Linked DNA regions of Pan troglodytes: region 2 is linked to region 1. Evidence: chromatin contacts called from public Hi-C data. All regions are on one chromosome and are shown on one strand. Each heading gives the region's core, a stretch centred on a gene start, on an enhancer-like site or on the middle of the called end of the contact. The rest is flanking DNA. Distances are from core to core; before and after follow the strand shown. Region 1 overlaps DCUN1D3 (defective in cullin neddylation 1 domain containing 3). Region 2 holds the start of LOC101058359 (phospholipid-transporting ATPase ABCA3-like).

What was found. Hi-C and Micro-C count contacts between places; a contact is called where the count stands out from the background.
Region 2: a contact with region 1 is called in a Hi-C map of induced pluripotent stem cells, with 2.1 times the contacts expected there. The contact joins the promoter of LOC101058359 here to the enhancer-like site in region 1. A contact is called at or near these places in 2 of 7 Hi-C or Micro-C datasets (induced pluripotent stem cells and stem cell-derived neural progenitor cells) and 1 of 1 datasets of contacts at active chromatin or transcription factors (stem cell-derived excitatory neurons).

What each region holds. Positions count from the first base shown.
Region 1 is chr18:23,425,916-23,431,475 of NHGRI_mPanTro3-v2.0_pri, reverse strand. DCUN1D3 (defective in cullin neddylation 1 domain containing 3) reads left to right here. Exons shown (of 3, transcript XM_001158932.4): 2 at 1-24; 3 at 1,546-5,560. The coding sequence ends at 2,029. Among named protein-coding and RNA genes, the nearest start is that of LYRM1, 41 kb to the left of the region's middle. Within about 2 kb of position 2,450, at least 5 of the 24 cell types and tissues checked have an H3K27ac peak or open chromatin away from gene starts, as enhancers often do. A contact at or near this core is called in induced pluripotent stem cells, where this site is marked.
Region 2 is chr18:23,869,923-23,875,482 of NHGRI_mPanTro3-v2.0_pri, reverse strand. LOC101058359 (phospholipid-transporting ATPase ABCA3-like) reads right to left here and starts at 2,554. Exons shown (of 10, transcript XM_063796836.1): 1 at 2,466-2,554.

The sequences.
Region 1 (5,560 bases), core at 1,201-3,700:
TGCAACCATGTGCAAATTCACCAGGTTAGTCACAAACACTTTATGTCACCAGGTGAGCAGTGGAGGAAAGAGAACAGCATTGGGCAGTGGTGCCCAGCTAGGATAGGACTGGGTTGGCTTCATAGGGTTTTGGGTAAGTTTTTATTTTTCTGATCAGGTTCTCTAAAGCTTGAATGTTTTGAGCCAAGTTGTGGTTATGATGCTGAGAAGCCCCTCTGGACTCTAAGGGTTTAAAATATATCTCCCTGGCTCTGCAGCAGACCTACTGAATAGGAATCTCAGCAGGGAAGGCCCAGGCATTTGGATTTTGATAAAGATTCATGTCTGGTTCTAATGTGTATGCTATGGTTTTTTTTTTTTCTTTTTCTTTTTTTTTTTGCAGAATAACGCCTTTGCCTAATTCATAGGTCAAATTTCAGGCCTATCATAGCATTATTTGGCAGCTTCTGAGTAACTGGGCACTGCTCATCTTTGCCTTAAATGAGAAATAAGCCAGGGTGAGCCAGGTGGCCAAGTTGCTGCTCGGCCCCACTGCTGTCTTGGACCTTTCTTTTCTTTTACTCCTTTACATGTCAGTTCACTCACTCGATATTTATTGTATGCCCAGCATGTGCCAGGCACTGTGAGTACCAATATAATAAGTGCCTCTGGGGAGGGGATATGCCTCTCTCCCTCCATGAAGCCACTTGCCCTTTCTAGTACTTAGCATGTTGCCTGCCCTCAGCCAGGCCTGTGTATAATAAGGTCAGTTGGCCTCAGTTACTAAGCAGTAGCTGTGCATATTGTTCTGGTCATATGTCCCTATAGAATGTGGTTTGTAGAGCACGGGGTTATGAATAAGAACTGACTGTGAGGCCTAGCCATACAATTTGTAGTTTGCATGCCCCCCACCCCAGGAAGGTTACCCTCCAGACCTCAGAGGCCTCACCTCTTCAGCAGATACTACAGTCCCTGAGAAGACGATCAATGCGAGACCATGCTGTAAGCTGAAAGAGTTGTATAGATGTTAAAAATACATACGTAATTTTTGTTTTTTAATAATATAATTTTGATCTCTGGTGGTAGAATTACCCAGGTTCAGAATCCTTGGCTCCAGAAGTCTCCCTTGGCAATCACTAAAAATATACCCCAAACAAACAACCCATAGAGAATCAGAAGGGAAACAGGAAGCCTCCTCCTCTGGAAGGAGAAAGAATCCGCAGCTTAATCGCTATTGCAGAGCGGGAAACAGGGCAGGGAGCAGGAGACTTGAGTTTAGCTTTGGGAAGATGAATGAATGAATAAATGAACCATTATCAGCTGCCAACCGTGTGCCAGGCACTGTTAGAAGCAGAATAGTAATTTGTTTAGTCCTCACCAAAACCCTATGAAGTAAGGTGGTATTTTTACCATTTGACAAGTAAGGAAATAGGACTAATTAGTTGGAGGAGTTAGAATTCAAATTCAGACCATCTGGCCTGAAAGCCTTGCTCTTAATCACTATGTATATTGCCTGTAAATAGTATAGTTTATAATTATTAATTGTCCTTTTCCTTTCTGTTGCAGGAAGGAGTTTTTTGATGGCTGCAAAGCAATAAGTGCAGACAGCATTGACGGAATCTGTGCACGGTTCCCTAGCCTCTTAACAGAAGCCAAACAAGAGGATAAATTCAAGGATCTCTACCGGTTTACATTTCAGTTTGGCCTGGACTCTGAAGAAGGGCAGCGGTCACTGCATCGGGAAATAGCCATTGCCCTGTGGAAACTAGTCTTTACCCAGAACAATCCTCCGGTATTGGACCAATGGCTAAACTTCCTAACAGAGAACCCCTCGGGGATCAAGGGCATCTCCCGGGACACTTGGAACATGTTCCTTAACTTCACTCAGGTGATTGGCCCTGACCTCAGCAACTACAGTGAAGATGAGGCCTGGCCAAGTCTCTTTGACACCTTTGTGGAGTGGGAAATGGAGCGAAGGAAAAGAGAAGGGGAAGGGAGAGGTGCACTCAGCTCAGGGCCCGAGGGCTTGTGTCCCGAGGAGCAGACTTAGTGGCTCTGTCCCAGGAGCAGCAGCAAGGATCTGCCAGCTGCCCTGCAGCCAACTGAGGAATTGGACCATTTTGGAAATTACTGAAGATCCGGATATTTTCTACTTTACACCTTTCTCTGCCTTGTATCTGAAAGGGCTCTAAAATGCTGTATCATGTTTTAGGCACTTTCTTCATTTTTTTGGTTATTTTGGTTATTTCCTTTTTGGGGGGATCTCCCAGAATATTTGAACCTGGTTACATGTTGTGTATCTTTTTTTGAAGCCTTCAGATAGAATAAGCCTGCCATTTCTTGCACAAATTTAGGTTGTTTTTTTTTTTTTTTTTTTTTTTTTTTTTTTTTTTTTTTGGTAGGGGAGGGCATAGAGCAGGGCGGGGGGATGGGACTGTTAGGTTGAATTAACATTACAAAATGATACAGTGCCAGATCTCAGTTTCGCATATTGTTTTTCAGGGCAGGTCTGTACTGTGTGTAGTGCTGTTTACATGGTTGAATTTAGGTTGTAATAATTATTTTTAAAGATTTACACAGATTTGAATAGCAGTGTTAACTGTTAACCACATTGCATTAATTCCCAGGCAATTGAGAGCTCTTGGAGAGCCAAGGCCAGCCAAGAGCATTTGTAGTCTGGTGACAACCCCCTTTTAAGCTAATTTATCCAGAACCCTGATTTCCCTCACTTCTTGCTCATTCCTTCTTTGACCTATTGCATTTCATGTTGAGTTTTTCCGTCAACATGCTGCACCTGTCAGTCAAGTGAGCATTTTTTAAGAACACGTTGTACTGAGAACCACTTAAGCATTGAATGCGGAGAAAGCAGTGCTACCTCAGTTTTGCTGGAAGTAGACTTCTTTGATAGTTTTCTTTCTTTGATGAAGTTTCTGTATTTTCATGTTGTAAGTGGAAATACTTTTTTTTGTTTGTTTGTTTCATTTGCCTTGGAGCCAAAGTTTCTGTTCCTGGTGGTCGGGAAACTGCCTGCCGGCCAACTGACTTGAAGGAAAACTGTGGTATGGAGCTCTGCTTGAATTTTTTTTTTTAAATATTTTTATTTTTTTCTTTGAATATCATCAGCTTACTTGTCTGGCAAGGGCAGAAGCCTGGGGTTGGCCTGAACTCTGCCAAACAAATATCAAAGTGTATTTAATAGTTAAATTTGTGCCCTTTCCCTTCTTGCTGCACCCATGTTGTCACTTAACCCCCAGGAGTTATTTATTATCTTTTTGTTAAATGTCAGGCTCATTTGGGGTAATGTGATGACTGTTTAGGTTTACATGACCCTCCTCTCCTTTCCCTACCCCCAAATATGTATATATACATATATAAAATATGTATATATTTTACCTATATAAAATATATATATATACACATATATGTATCTATATTCCTTTGTTTCTTTGCCTGCTTATACTGGCCATAAAAGAGGGAGCTGCCTTCAATGTATAAAGTATAAGAAGAGTGCCAGGGAATGCCATAATGGAGGCTTTTGGATCTGAATTTGGACCATTTCACTAAAGAGAACATGAGTTTGCTCAGCCCTTTCCTCACAAGAGGGAGGGCCCCGGTTCCCCAGACTTTTCCACGCGCTGGCTCCATAAAGGCCAGCTTTGGCCAGGCTGCCACAGGGGCCTGAGGAGCTCACTCTGGGCCTACCTGGTTTCAGTTAGAGGGTCCTCCTGTTATTTTTCCATTTAAAAAGTATGTCCTCAGAAAACTGTACTGGAAGGATGGGTGGCAGGAACTTGTATAGTTCAGCTTCCAACACTTTGGAACAGATTAAAAAGGGAATCTTTTAAATAAAAACTTATAAAAATATTTATACTCTTGAGGTAATGAGACTTTGTCTGTTAAACATTTGGAGGTTTCTCCCCTAACCTAATACCCTGCTGCGTCCCAGGTATGTTTCTCAGCCTGGGCAGGAATTGCATGTTTTGAGTTCATTGTGAGCAGCCTTACAGCTCTGGGCTCCCATCTTAAGGATTATTAAAGAGTTTTGGCAGTTGGTATTTTTCTAAAACTGATATTGACCATAGGGAACATACTTGGAATTTGTTTTTTTTTTTAAATCCTAAACCTGACAGTTCCTCCTTCAGAGGGGCAAATGGGAAACTTTAAGATCATCCACGGTATAGTACTGCTAGAAAGCTGAAGGGGGTCTTGGGCCAGATGCCTGGCTTCTGTTCTAGCTAAATAAGACTCTTGAATAAGTCTCCAGGGGTCCCAGCAGGTTCTGTGAGATCAGTTGTAGCTGGGTACCCAGACTGAGGTTTTAAAAAGACCGCTTTTTCATTAAGCCAGTTTGCAACTCATTTTCCCCGGTTCTGGATTGGGTAGTGGTTGACTGAGGGAAAAGCCAGGCTGCTCTTGGCCAGATAAGGCCCTTTCCATCCCAGATCAGAGTGTATCAGAGAAAGCTGCACAAAAGAGGCAGGCAGCCCAGGACCCTGAGTACTCTGGAGAAACTAGGTTCCTTCCCCACCCTTTAAGAAGACATTCCGTGCATTAGATGTACTAGAGTGGATGTATTTTGTTGTTTTTTAAATTAACTATTTAGCCTCCTCATCCCCCACCAAAAAAGCCATTTAGTTATTTTTTGGTTATATTGATCCATTTGCAAATGAGAAGCCAGAAAAGGGAGCAGTCAGGGAGGGACTTACACGTTCCTTTCAAGTTTGAGTACTTGATGCTCAGCAAAGATTTCAAGCTTCTGCAGTAGCTCTGGGCCAATGCTTGACTCTTTCATGACCACAAGAAATGCAGTTTTTCTGCAAAGGGATCCAAGGTGAGGTGTGTGTAGGGTTTGAAGTTATACTTCTGGGAAATGAAAAGTCTTGTTCCTTTCAACCTAGAAATAGGTTTGCCACTTAATGAGTGAGCAGTAAGTCTGTGTAAGAGGCTGAATGCATGCCCCTCAGATAAGCCAGTACACTCCTTGCTTAGCAACAGAATATCAGGGTGATGTGGAGAGGGGCAGGATGTGGACGCCACTTTGGAAATCGGCAACATCTGAGGGCAACAACAAACAAGTGTGTTGGGAAATAAGAAATAACTCAGTTTTGACAACTGGCTTTGTCAGCTTTTGTGATGTTTCTTTAGCAGTTTATTGGAAAGATGGTATGAGATGACGTGCTGCTTCATTGAATTGCTCTTTCCCCCATCTTTGCCAAATCTCAATGTATCGTTCTTAACCCCACCTCCTGTAAGGGGCTTTGCTATGCTTCAGCTGGTTGTCTCAGCAGCTGAAGTGCTGCCCACCTGTGTGAGTTGGGTCCAGGAACCCATGTCTGCCCTTCTGATAAGGGAAGATGAATCTAGAGCTGGGTGAAGATCTAAATTTTAACCAAACCCCTGGGCCCAGGAAAATAACAATTGAAAATGTACAAGGCAGTGTTTTCAACATTAAACTTCCCCAAGGAAAGCACAAACTACGCTTTTTGGAAAGGGAGAAAGGATTAAGCCACACAGTATTCGTCTTTGAAGCAGTACTGGTCTCTAGGGGCTGGTGCCAAAATTTAGTCCCATAGTAGTACAC
Region 2 (5,560 bases), core at 1,305-3,804, 440 kb before region 1:
CCAGGGTAAAACAACAGATTGGAAATAATGCACAATAAGGAAATGCCGAAGCGCAGCTCCTCAGCATCATCCCATCCCTTTCACTATTCCCAAAATAGATTTGGGGGATCTTATAGCAGAAGAGTCCTGACTCCAAAAGAGCCTGGCCAGGAATAAGTACACATCAACATCCTGGTCCTAAATATGAAACACCCCCCACCCTTATCCCTCATAACTTGGATGCAACCCTTGTAAGGGAAAAGGAGGGTTGGAAGGAGCATGAACCTAAAATGCCTGAAAATTATTAGGGCAACCTGCCAAACTGTAGTCACAAAAGAACAAATAGTTATTGGAAATTAAGCAATTACATGGTTCATAGCCCTGAATTATTAGAATTAAATTTATACTTACTATTTAATTTCAGCTCCTTTTCTAAAAAGCACTGAACTGCTTTAACTGAAACACTGTAATTTTCTTAATTGTATTTAAATATATGTTTCTTTTAAATTTTCTGCCTACTTTGCATAAAATGCGGTAGCCAAGACAGCCTTAAAGTTCTCAGCTTGACTTGAAAAGGCTTTTTCCTGACTCTAGGCCCAAAACTTTCTTTTCTTAGAGCATGATATGGTTTGACTCTGTGTCCACACCCAAATCTCATCTTGTAGCTCCCATAATTCCCACGTGTTATGGGAGGGACCCTGTGAGTGATGACTGAATCATGGGGATGGGTTGTTCCCATGCTCTTCTCATGATAGTGAGTAAGTCTCATAAGATCTGATGGTTTTCAAATGGGGAGTTTCCCTGCACAAGCTTTCTTGTCTGCCACCATGTGAGATGTACCTTTCACCTTCTGCCACGACTGTGAGGCCTCCTCAGCCAGGTGGAACTGTAAGTCCAATAAACCTCTTTCTTTTGTAAATTGCCCAGTCTTGGGTATGTCTTTATCAGCAGTGTGAAAACAGACTAATACAGAGCATTTTCTTTAGAAAGCTTTTCACTGTAAATTCTTTCTCTGTCTTGAGATATCTGTAACTCTTTTTAATAGCCTCTTACTAGTTTTACAAACCAGAATCATCTTTGTCAAGGACCTGGGAGCCATTCCTTTGAAATGCAATCATCAAGGAAGACAGTCCCCCTATCTCCCAGTTTCTGTGGGAGGGTAGGAGCCTAACTTCCCTGAGAGCCAATTAGCAAACACAGCTGGCCTAATCACGGAGGAAACACTTGTAAACTCAGCAAACAACTCAGTATGCTTCCGACAGCCCTCCAGCACCTTTCTACTCTCATCCTAGAGCTTAAAAACCTTGCCCCACTTTGTTTCAGCAGAGTTAGTTTAGACTGAGTTCTGGTCTCTCTTCCCTAGCACAACAGCTTTGCATAAAGTATCCCTTACATATGTGACTTTCTCTGGTGCAATTTACGCTTTCACAAAGGAAAACTAAGACAAATTAAACTACCTATAATCACTGAACTTCCACAGCCCCTTCTGCCATTTATGGAACACTTAACATGTTCTGGCAATGTAAGTATCAGGACCGCCCTCTGAGTTGGATACAATAGCATCTTTTCCTCTTATAGTTATTTTCAGATATCAGCCTTAGGAAATGGAGGCTTAGAGAAACCAAGCAATTTGCCATAGGTCACAGCAAATAAATTCTGGACTAGTCAGGACTAGGGACAAGGCATTTGCCTCCAAAGTCAGTGCGTTCAAGCACTTTGCATAGCCAATATAAAATTCCTAACAGTGCTTCTATTCGATTTGATTGTGTGTATGTGTGTGTGGGTGTGTGTGTGTGTTGGATGGGGGATGAGGAAGTCTCTGGAGGATTTATATGCGTGAGTTTTGTTTGGGGGTCGCCCTTTTGGGCTCTGCGCGCCCATCGCGGGTAGCGGGTCGGCCTCCCGGGCGTCGGGCAGCAGCTGCAAGCGCAGGGGGACGCCGGCAAAAGGAGGACGCGCCAGGACTCCCTACCACTCACCCTCAAGCCTCGCCCCTGCCGCCGCCGCCTCCGCCGCTGAAGGGCGCCCGTCCACCCGGCGGGACTCCTCCTCCCAACGCCCTCCCCAACCGCCAACCGCCCGCGGGCAGGTTGGCAGCCTGGCCCTCGCGCGGACCCGGCCGGGAGCTGGCTGCACGAGGGCCGAGCGCGCGCAGTGCGCGGAGCGGTAGGAGTCAGTGGTGCGCAAGGCAGGAGGTGCGGGTGAAGCTGTCGGCGGTGCTCGAGGGGAGCACGCAGGAACCTCCTCAGTCCCTCTTCCGCACGTGCGCCCACGAGTGTAGTCCCCAGTTTGTTCCACCTATTACCCCGCAGCTCCAGTGCGCCCCACCCGTTGCCCCACCAGCCCAACGTTACTTCTTCCCTGCTTCCTCGCCAGCCCGTCTGGGGGCGGGGACCTCACCCACCGCCCCACCCACCTCGTCTCATGCTCCCACCCACCTCGTGCCATGCGCACACCCATCTCGTCCCTTGCGCTCACCCACCTACCCTACGCCCCAAGTCCCTGAAAGGGCCCCACTTAGGTACCCTTTTGGGTGGTCTTCAGGTTCTTTGCCTTGTCGACCCTCCTGGACGACCCCACAATTCTCCGCCTCTCGCGGGCTTCTCTCTCCCTCGTGTGTCATGGTCACCTTCAGCTGGCCCAGCCGCTGAAGACAGAAGTTTAAGAAGATTCATGAGCCGCTGCTCCTCAGGGTCTACTGGAGTTTAGCAGATAACTTCCCAAAGGCCGGGGGTCCTGCAAACCCCTCATGCGGGCCACCCAAAAGATTCCGTCCTGGAGCAGACCCCGCGCCACGCGCGCTGTCCTCGCGTTCCTTTTTCCAGCCAGCGCAGCCCCTGCGGCTTCTGTCCGGGACGGTTCTGCGCGTGGGACGCCCAGCCCGCTTCATCTGCGCCCGCTGCCTTTACCCGCCAGCCACTCCGGCGTTTCCACCTCCGTGTATTTCTCATGCTCCCCACGTTCTATAATGCTTGCTCCTCTTGGCGCGCCCCACCCCAATTCTCGCCTCCAGTGTAACTTCCTGTTTAGAATCGCAGCTTCTGATTCGATCACAGGCCAAATTCACTCTCCCCTGCAATGCCGGATACGACTTGCTCCAGCTCCGAAGTTAAGCTTTGTCAGGAGAGGGCGCTAGAGGAACACTGCAGGACAAGGAGTTCTCTTCCTGGTTGGGGAAAAATCCAGGACTGTATAGAACATCCTCCGCCCCAAACTGGGAAAGGAGCCAACAGACCAAAGAATGACTCAGACCAGTCCAGCTTGATGAGTAGATGAGTTTATTGGGACTCACGTGTAGGGCATTTCTTTTTTTTTTCTTTTTTTTTCAGAGGGAATCTCATGGCACCTCGTTTTCATCATCACTGGATGATTTCTCTGGGTTAGCAAAGGTCAGGAAGACTTGTTCCAGTGTGATCTGACTGACGGAATAGTCTTCTAAATCAAATTGCTCTTTAGCTTGCTCCAAAATGCCAAACACCTTTAACAGCAGCAATAAAAACACAGTTACCATTGCAATCTCCCCTTCAGCCCCCAACTCAGATAAGCCTCTCCTCCACTCCCCCACTCCTATCAAGTGTATGTTGGAGGACAAAAGGCACAGAAGGGGGAGGTGAGAAGGCGGAAGAACAGAGAACTGAGAAAGTGAGAGGAGGCCATCTCTTGATGGACATGGCCTAATAGTCGGATTTAGGGGAAGAAATCAAGGCAATTAAACTCTAGGGGTGTTTGGAAAGTAACCTAACGCTGCTGCTCCTCCCAACAATGCCAGGCTCCCATTCCAAATGCCCGAATCCCAAATACTCCCCACCGTTAGTGCTCTCTTACTTAACATGCAATGTTACAAGGGCAAGATTTCTACCATCACCTTTCCCCAGTCCTTGCTGGGAATGTAGCAGTTAAGGATCCCTTGGTTCTTGTGTTTTAAGACACTACTCAAGAAAGGATAATAGGACAGGTGAATAATCTTACACACTTCATTTGAAATCACCAAAATATTGCTACATTTACTTAACTATATACTTGAAGGGGTGGATAGAGGAGGTTAATACAAAAGGAGATGTGACCTGCTAACCCAATCTCTTTGGTATCCATGATATAGTTAATGGTTTCGGCAGATTTATTCCTCATGAACTAGTCTTATTATGTGGAGTTCATAGCAATGATTGAGGGTACAAATATTAGCCAGTTCACCTGCCCAAAGTAAAACACCTGAGCCTTCTAAAAGTCTAATGTGGTCAGGTGCAGTGGCTCACGCCTGTAATCCCAGCACTTCCGGAGGCCAAGGCGAGCGGATCACCTGAGGTCAGGAGTTTGGGACCAGCCTGGCCAACATGGCGAAACCCTGTCTCTACTAAAAATAGAAAAATTAGCCGAGCGTGGTGGTGCACTCCTGTAATGCAAGCTACTCGGGAGGCTGAGACAGGAGAATCGCTTGAACCCAAGAAGCAGAGGTTGCAGTGAGCTGAGATCACGCCACTCAACTCCAGCCTGGGTGACAGAGTGAGACTCTGTTTCAAAAAGTAAAAAAAAAAAAAAAAAAAAAAGAAACTAAAAGCCTAATGTTACTACGAGACTTTATTCCTAAATGCAGTGCTGAGAATCTGAACCAGGATGTTTTCCTCCTGGCAGTGTGTGGGCATGTACAGTGTGTTTGGTGGGGAGGACAACAGGAATAATCACAATAAGAACAAGATTAATAACAATAAGGATTAATCATAATAAGAATAATCATAGTAAGAATAGCCTCACGTGTGAAACAGAAAATCACGTATAAATCACCAAAGTCAGGCCACTTGTTCTAGTTTCTTATACAGGTGAGTAATGATCCACTGGTAGAGTAGGAGGAAAGAGGGTGGTGTCTATTCCTAATTTAGAATAAACATTTGTATTTACACTTTTATTGCATATTTGTAGATTATAGCAAATTAACTGGGATTAAAAATGTTTGAAAAAACACGTTTGTAATGGTGTGGGATTTTTCTTAATGTTAGTCTTAAAGCATGTATTGCCTTCATGATCACACAAATAAATATGAGATATTTCAAACATCGAGCTTAATGAATTATTTAAAGCAAATACACACGAAACCACCCTATCCAGGTCAAGTAATAATAACGCATACATTCCCATGTGCTATTTCCCAGCTTCTGTCCTCTATAAAAAGTAGCCATTGCTTTTATTGTTATTTGAGCAATTCCCTAACAGTTCCCTTTTTATCTTTTTATCTACACATGCACCCCTAAAATTGTGATTTCTATTTTTCTACTTTTGAACTTCATATGAATGGAATCATCCAGTATTCATTCCTTTCTTTCTGCTTCACTCAATATTGTTTGGAAACTTCACTCATGTTGCATGTAATTATAATTCATCATTTTCCTTTCTGCACAGTAATCTGGTATATGAATGTTGTATATTTTCCATTTGTTTACTAATAGACATGCGGGTTGTTTTTAGTGTTTGACTTTTGTGAATATCACTTATTTGAATATTATTTTGCGTATCTCTTGGCAGAAGTGGATGCAAGTATCTCAGGTATATACCTAAAGGTAGAATTTTTGGGTCATTGCTTTTTGTAAAA